2 separate regions of the Ovis aries genome follow, and region 1 is linked to region 2. A link is a contact called in public Hi-C data. All regions are on one chromosome and are shown on one strand. Each heading gives the region's core, a stretch centred on a gene start, on an enhancer-like site or on the middle of the called end of the contact. The rest is flanking DNA. Distances are from core to core; before and after follow the strand shown. Region 1 holds the start of GEM (GTP binding protein overexpressed in skeletal muscle). Region 2 has its middle 67 kb from the start of GEM.

Region 1 (4,086 bases), core at 1,555-4,054, 66 kb before region 2:
TGTTTAGTAGAAATGGGCTGACAGCAGTGAGGAAGGAGTAGGATTTCTGTGCATCAAGCAGAGGGCAGAACTGTGTCATCACTAAAGCATCTTCCTACTCCTGAAATCTGTGATTCAGCAGTGAGTTGCAACTGAGCGTTCAGACAGACCATGTCACTGGGACAAGCACACTTACTTCATTTCCACAACTGCAAACAGGGACATACAGTGACCCTGGCATTGTCTAAGATCCTGTGGCTGAAAGACACTGAATTTAAACCATCGACTACAGGAGCCTCATTTTACTTCCCAGAATACAGTGCTATGCTTTACTTGAGGAATATGTGATTTTTTTGAGACTGTATCATCTCAGATCAGTTTTGGAAACCAAGGCCTAAATAATAAATACCTTAAATGAGATTATCCATGGAAAATTGAAAAACCGTAAGTATACTTACAAACGTTAAGTATCATCATTGCTAACTTTCAATATCTTTTTTAAATATTGTGCTATTGAAAATAGAGATTTTAAACAATTTTATACCCTCTAAAGCCTCTAATACTGCAATGAACAAACTAATGAATTCATCTTAACAGTTTTCTAATTGGCTTGGTTTTAAGTATCACCATGGAAAAAGGCTGTCTCTACACTGAGTGCTTGAAAGGTCCAGGTCAGAACTGGCAAAAGCCAGAGGTGGGATCCTGACCCTCCGGCTCCACCCTCCGTAAACCGTCTCCCTGGTCCCTTTAGAGCTGGAATGTAAGAAATTCCTTCTCTGGCCCAGCTTCTATCTATAAGCATTTTCACTTTCTTGTCCCAGAGGCCTATGCCAGCACGTCTGTGGGGACTCGGCTCCCCAGGCAGAGCCAAGAAGGCATAATCGCACTTCCCAACTCTGCAGACAAATGACCCACCCACTCACTCTTCCTGCTGGACCACTGCTGTCCCGTAAAGCCCTCCGGAGCCGGGCCACCTACCTCCAAGCACTTCGCAGTCGCTGTCCATGCTGTCATGGACACCCGCAAAGATGTTGGCCAGAGTGGACTTGCCCACCCCCTGCTCCCCGATGAGAACCACCCGGTAGTAGGTGTTCCCGGACTCGGAGGAGATGACTGAGTCCGTGGAGTCGGAGGACCAGCTCCGGCGGCAGGGGTCCTCGGGGGCGGTGGGGGGACGGCTGCGCTGGCCGTACTGCGGGGGCTCCTTCTGGACCATGAGATGCCTGCCATCGGCAGGGATGCTCCAGCGCTGCTGCTGCGGCTGCACGCCCGCCGTGCCCTGGCGCATGGTGACATGGTTCAGAGTCATCGTCAGGTCCTGGAAGGCAAAGCAGCCAAGATGGTAGCATCAGGAAGCATGAGTTCAGGGAGCTCGAACACAGTCATCAGTGATATTTTAGTATGTGAGGTTACCAAGTAACCCTCACACAAGGAACACCAGTGAAGCAGTCCCCAAACCCAACAGGCTTTCAACTGAACACACACACACACACACACACACACACACACACACACACACACACACACAGCAGCTCCTCAGGGAGACTGTCATTTGCAAAGAGGAAAAGGTACCGTTAATATCGCCCACTGCCCTGGGGCTTCCTCCATCCTCAAGGAAGCCTGGGGATTCCCCACTCAGAGCGGGCACAGAGGCAGCCAGAAGGCACGAAGAGCCTCTAGAGAAGGCTTGAAAAGCAACAAGTTAATGCAGCTGGGGACCAGCTGGCCAGGTTAGCCGCTGATGTCTAAACATGGCACTTAAGTAGCAGCAGCACCCAGCAGGCTTTTATGCCTCAGTGGGGAACACGTGACAATGACATCATCCCCCCCGGCTGGATTGGACCAGGGCTGATTGGAACTTCCATGTTTAGTAAAGTTGCCCTGATGCCTGAATATGCTCTTATTTGAGGGGGAGAAGAATTTCTGCAATAGGTATATGCCTCACTTCTGCCCCCTGCCCACAGATATCACATTTAACCCATCCCTCTGCCTTGTCCTTCTGGCAGGGAGAGGACCTGCTCACGTTCAGAGCTGTCAAACTTGCAGAGACAGTGCTTCACTCTTTTTAAACTCTGTCCACTCCAAGAGTTCCTTTCCATCAGCTCGGATTTCCACCTTCCTGAAGCCAATCAGGTCCAAGACTCCCTCCAGAAAGACATTCAACAACGTGGCTACAGCTTGGCCTTTCTCAAGACTGCCTCCCCTTGCCCGGTGGTCTGGACTCCCAGACTCTCAGACAGAAAGCAGAAGCAATCTCATTTTCAGCAGCAAGATGCACCGGTGAGCGAGAGACCCTCCCCTTCCCGCACGCACTCCCCAGAACCCCAACACGTCGATGACCCTAGCCGCGACCCTCACCTCGATGACCCTGATGACCGATCGGTTTGTAGGTTTGTTTTTTTTTAATCTTACAAGCAGCGCCTCCGGTAGGCCGACTCTTCAAACAACCAGTGCCTGAAGTATCCCTGACGGCTGTCCTCCGACCACAGTCTGGAGGAGGAGATGACCCTCCAACTGAACTGCACGAAAGCAACCCGCCACCGCCGAATGGCATCCTTCGCCCCTTAAACTCTGCAACACCCCTCACCCCCCCGACCCCCGATCGAAAGACCACCGCGCCGGACAGCAGGTCCGGAAGGTTCTTTTCCCCACTTGGAAAGTTCTCCGCGGGCTGCGGACGCCCACCCCTTCCCCCAGTCCTGCCCCCCGCGCCTCTCCGGAGGACCCCGCTCCCCGCCGCGGGCTGCTCGCCTTACCGGGGGTGCGGCTGAGAGCGGACGCGCGCCGCGATGCGGGCGGCCGATCGCGGGGTGACTGCGCCGGGTGCGCCCGCGCCCGCGCCCCGCGGTTTATACGCGCGCGGCCCGGGCTCTGCCGTGACGTCAGCGCCCCCGCCCGGGGTTTGGGGGCCGGGCGGCTCTGCAGCAAGCCCCGAGGGGCAGCCCCTTCGCCAAATCGGTGACTCGCCGTCATGTGACCCCCGCCTCTCTCCCCTTTTAAAAAAAAATAACGACAGTTGAATCCCGGCTTCCTTTATTCTGGTTTGTTCTTTTGACCAGGCGGACGCTGGAAGGGGGCAGACAAAACACGAAGTGCCCCTTAATTGCACTTTCCAGCAAAACAGTTCGCGAGCTGTCCGGATGAAGGATGGAGGAAGAGGCAGGTTGGGATTGGAAACCCAGTTTCGCCAAAAGAAAAAACAAAAACAAAACAAAACAGGGGGCTACAGCCCCATGGAAGTGTTCGGGGCTTGTGTCAGCCGCATCTTCTGCAAGGAAAACGGCCTCTGCCCGCTCCTGTCGCCTTCCCGGTGAATGAGGGAAGGAGGGGATACCCACACTGCTTGTCTCCCTTCTCTGACCGGGACCCAGAGAAAAGGGGCCAGAGGAAGGTGGGGCAAGGGGGCAAGACCTTGAAAAGGTCTTGAAAAAATAGCTTAAGTAGGGATCCAAGCAGACTGTGCTCAATGTGGCTAGCCCTCCTGCCCTGGACCAGGACGCTGAGGCTCCTGGATCAGGGAATTTAATCAGCATCCCGACTAGTAGCATCTCCTGTACCAGGCTCCCTGGCATGGCCGGTCCTGGCCGTGGGGCCAGGGCCTCTGGCCATGCGAGGAGCCTTAGCCTGGGTTCCAGTCCCAAGAATGATGCCTGTGAAAAAAGGGCACAAGATAACAGAAACAGTCACTTCTATCATTTACTGAGTGTCTCTGAGTTCCTATATTTAGTAGGTACTGTTAGACCTCTGCAGTATCTCAAACTTTACTACAATTCTGCAAGGTGAAGATACTGCTGCTCCCATTATATGGAGGAGGAAAATGACCCCCAAAGTCAGAGAGCTTGCCCAAGGTCACGCAGCTCATGTATGTGGCAGCATCAGGACTTGAAGCTCCGCTTGCCTGGCTCTTTGCACTGTGCCCCCAGCTGGAGGGATTCAGTGACCTCTTTGGCAGGCCACGGGCATTTCCCAGACACTGTGTTTGGAGGTGACACTGGCCTTTCCAACACACCCATCTGCTTTTCCAGCCAGCTGCATCTCTGGATGGGCTGGTGGCCCCGGAAAACAGCCAGAGGCACCAGCATCTATTCAAGTGGCTGGACCCTGCTG
Region 2 (3,801 bases), core at 53-2,552:
CAAAATGACAATACAAACTACTTCAAAGAAGATAATTTGACATGCAACTGCACAAGATTAGTGTTCAGAATATGTTAAAGGTTCATAAAAACAAGTAAAACAGAAAGTTCAGTGTTTAAAGTGGACAATTATCAGCGGAAATAGTCAATTAAAATATGACCATATATTCAATTCCACCTGTAGTTAAATACAATTTCACTGAGATACAATTTCAATTCCACAGAGACTGGCAAAAACCACTTGGAGAGTAATTTTTCCATAAGGATGGAATAGCTTATAGCTGAGCAACTCCATCTTTTAGACAAAGTCTTGCTCAGGTATCTAAAGAGACATGAGCAAAAATAAGTTTGGGAGCTTGTTTATAGAGGGAAAAAAAATAGAAACAACCTACCTGTTCATCATAGGATAAACAACGAATAGTGATATGTTTACTCTATGAATATCACTCAGCAATTACAGTGAGAAACCAGAGCAACTTGTATCAGCATGGATAATTTTTTTTAAATATGTAGAGTAGGAGGAATAGATTGAAAGAATACTCACAGTGCTACAACACTTAAAGTTTTATAGCCCACAAAACAATACTTAAAAAAACTTTATGGAAAAATTCTGGATATCAATCATTTCTGAGAAGAGGAATGAGGTCAGAGCAGGGTTCACTGTATTTGTTGGATTTTGTTTCTCTTTTTAAAAATTCATTTCTATTTTTTAATGTAGATTTTATTTCTTAATGAAAAAACATCTAAAGAGACCCAGCAAAATGTTATGATAGTGAAAGCTGTGTGATATGTAGAGGTAGCTACTACTAAATTGTACTATATACCTTTTTTGTATGTTTAAAGTATTTCATAATTTTAAAAACAAAAAGGTGGTATAAACAGGTACCGGGGCAGAAGTAATGTTGAGGAAAAAGACCCAGGTGATCAGTCATTAAAGAATGAAGACACGTGAATGCACTCGTAACTAGGCAGGCTGGTGAAAGGAACAGGATGGGTTGAACAGAGAAGACTCAGATATCACATGGAATAGCACGTCTTTCACAGGGTCTAGTATGGAAAAAGGGGCAAGCAGCCGATTTATCGACAATAAATTTAAGTCCCATTATTTCACTCATAGGAGAGGTTTCCCCAGTCTGGGAACCATCAGAGTTATTTACACAGGTATAAGTTAATCAGCTCTGCCGGCTCAAGTAAAGAGATTTCTGTTGATCAAGATTTCTGCTCACAGCCATGGGGCATGGCAAACTGCAGTTGATGGCAAAGCACTCTGAAATCTCTGAGTCAGCGGTGAAGAAATACACCGTGGCAGTGCTGCCAGGAGGACACTGGATTCTGTTCTGGCTGCTGGGGATTCGTTCCAAGGGAGACACCCGGAATCATCTCTGAGACAGAAAGAACCTGATCCAATCTAATCATCAGAGCACTTCGTGTTCTGAGCAGAAGCAGATGAAGCTCTGAATCCCAGGAGAAGGGCTTATCTCCTTCAAAGAACACCCTCCTCTCCACTCTATCCCCACAATTCAAGTTTGGTATTGTCTAAAATCATCTTGCCAGGATATGTTTATGTTTCCAAGTTTCCATGGATTTTTATCTACATTATAAAAGTGTACTCCAAACATCAGTTACAGTTGCATTTTTTTTTTTTAATTTACTGAGATAGAAAATAATGCTGACCCATCCTGAAAACCTAAAACACGAAATGATCCCATCGGCACTTTAAGCAAAGTAGAAAATCCTGTGCTGTTTTATGGCAATTTTGTGTCCAGCTAGCAGTTCTCAGATCAGTTCAGTTCAGTTCAGTCTCTCAGTCGTGTCCGACTCTTTGCGACCCCATGAATTGCAGCACGCCAGGCCCCCCTACTTACAGCCCAAGAAACAACGGAATCATAGCATCTCAGATAAGAAGAAACTTATTTTACTCTCCAGAGAAAACAAGTAAACGTTCCTCCAAGATGTAAGAAATCTCAGAACCATTGACATTGTTTTACTGAAGATTTGGAAAAACTTAGGCACAAAACTAAGCCTAAGGTGTCAGCTCAAAAGAACAAAACATTCAACAAGGATTTGGGAATAAAAACAGATGTGGGCCATTTTTCAGAAAGACTGTATTTAAGTAGCTGCAAATTGGGGTTTCTTAATGTAATTAATAAAGAGTCTGAGTTATTAGAAAATGTTCAAAGATTGATGCAAAAAGAAGAAAACAGGGTCAGGGACAAGCATACAGAGGGAGGGAGACAGAGAGAAGAAACTGTCCCAGCCAAGAAGATATAACCAGGCTACCTACCAATATTAAAAAATTATAGTGATTTTCCAGAGTGATAAAATCTTTTCCATTTTTTCTTAAGACATTTGTATTACCATTAAAATGGACTAAATAGAGAATGAATAACTAAAAAACAATGTCAATGGCTATATGTAGCTTTATAAGCAAAAACTAAAATTAATGGAAAAGAGCAGAACACCAAAAACAAGTCAGTACAAATTTTAAGCAAAATGGGTGAGCTTTCCATTCATATGTCAAGATTTATTACAAAGTTATGTAAATTGAACAAACATAGTATTTATTCAGGGTTAAGCTAACAAACCAACAAAAAAGAATACAGAATGCAGAACTTCTCCATGCACGCTGGAAACTTCAGCTGTGACCTAGGTGACATGACATTCTGAGTGCACGCTCAGTCGCTCAGTTGTGTCCAACTTCTTTGCGACTCTACGGACGGCAGCCCTCCAGGCTTCCCTGTCCATAGGGTTCTCCAAGCAAGAACACTGGAGTGGGTTGCCATTTCTTCCTCTAAGGGATCTTCCAACCCAGAGATCGAACCCGGGTCTCCTGAGTCTCCTTCATTGGCAGGTGAATTCTTTTAACACTGAGCCACCTGGGAACCCCTTGCATTCTAGTTTCGAAGGGATAAATTTGTTCAACAAATATTATTAGGACAATTAATTATGCAATCAGGAAAAAACACATAGATTCCTATCTTACATCCCTTACAAAAATATATTACAGGCGAATTAAAGACCTACATGGAAATCATAAAACTTAAAACTTCAGGTGGGGATTTCCCTGGTGTCCAGTGGCAAAGACTCCACACTCCCAAGGCAGGGACCCAGGTTCAATCAGAGAACCAGATCTCACATGCAGCAACTAAGAGTTCTCCTGCCACAACTGAAGAACCCACACGCCACAACAAAGATCGGGGATCCCACATGATGCAACTGGGACCTGGCACAGTCAAATAAACAAATAAAAACTTCAGCAGAAATTATAGAATCTCTTGATGACTTCAGGACAAGAAAGAATTTCTTCAATAAAGGAACAAATAAGCAAACAAAATCACAAACTCTGAAAGAAAATACAAATTTGGCTACTTTAAAACTTAAGAATTATATAAATAAAGAAAAAAAGATTGCGAAGAAGTTACACTTGTAATGCAAACAACTGACAAAGGATTAGTGACCAACCAAAATATTAAATTAATATTAAATATAAGTAAAGTTAATGTTAAATAATTAAATCAACCTGAGTATTTTCAACCTTAAATATCAGTAAAAGAAAAACAATACGGAAATGGACACTGTGATAAAAAGGAAATGCACAGAAGAGGAAATACAAATGTCCAATTAAGAATATGGAAGGCTTCCAGTTCACGATGGCAGAATAGAAGGACGAGCATCCCACAGAGCACCAAAATCGTAACTAGCTGTTGAATGACCATTGACAGGAGGACCCTTGAGTCAGTTTAGTCGCTCAGTCATGTCCGACTCTTTGCAACCCCATAGACTGCAGCATGCCAGGCTTCCC

What was found. Hi-C and Micro-C count contacts between places; a contact is called where the count stands out from the background.
Region 1: a contact with region 2 is called in a Hi-C map of tail adipose tissue, with 4 times the contacts expected there. The contact joins the promoter of GEM here to the enhancer-like site in region 2. A contact is called at or near these places in 4 of 16 Hi-C or Micro-C datasets (omental adipose tissue, skin fibroblasts and tail adipose tissue).

What each region holds. Positions count from the first base shown.
Region 1 is chr9:82,966,184-82,970,269 of ARS-UI_Ramb_v3.0, reverse strand. GEM (GTP binding protein overexpressed in skeletal muscle) reads right to left here and starts at 2,804. Exons shown (of 5, transcript XM_027973224.2): 1 at 2,736-2,804; 2 at 958-1,297. The coding sequence starts at 1,288.
Region 2 is chr9:82,898,717-82,902,517 of ARS-UI_Ramb_v3.0, reverse strand. No RefSeq gene overlaps it. Among named protein-coding and RNA genes, the nearest start is that of GEM, 67 kb to the left of the region's middle. Within about 2 kb of position 1,302, at least 6 of the 54 cell types and tissues checked have an H3K27ac peak or open chromatin away from gene starts, as enhancers often do. A contact at or near this core is called in tail adipose tissue, where this site is marked.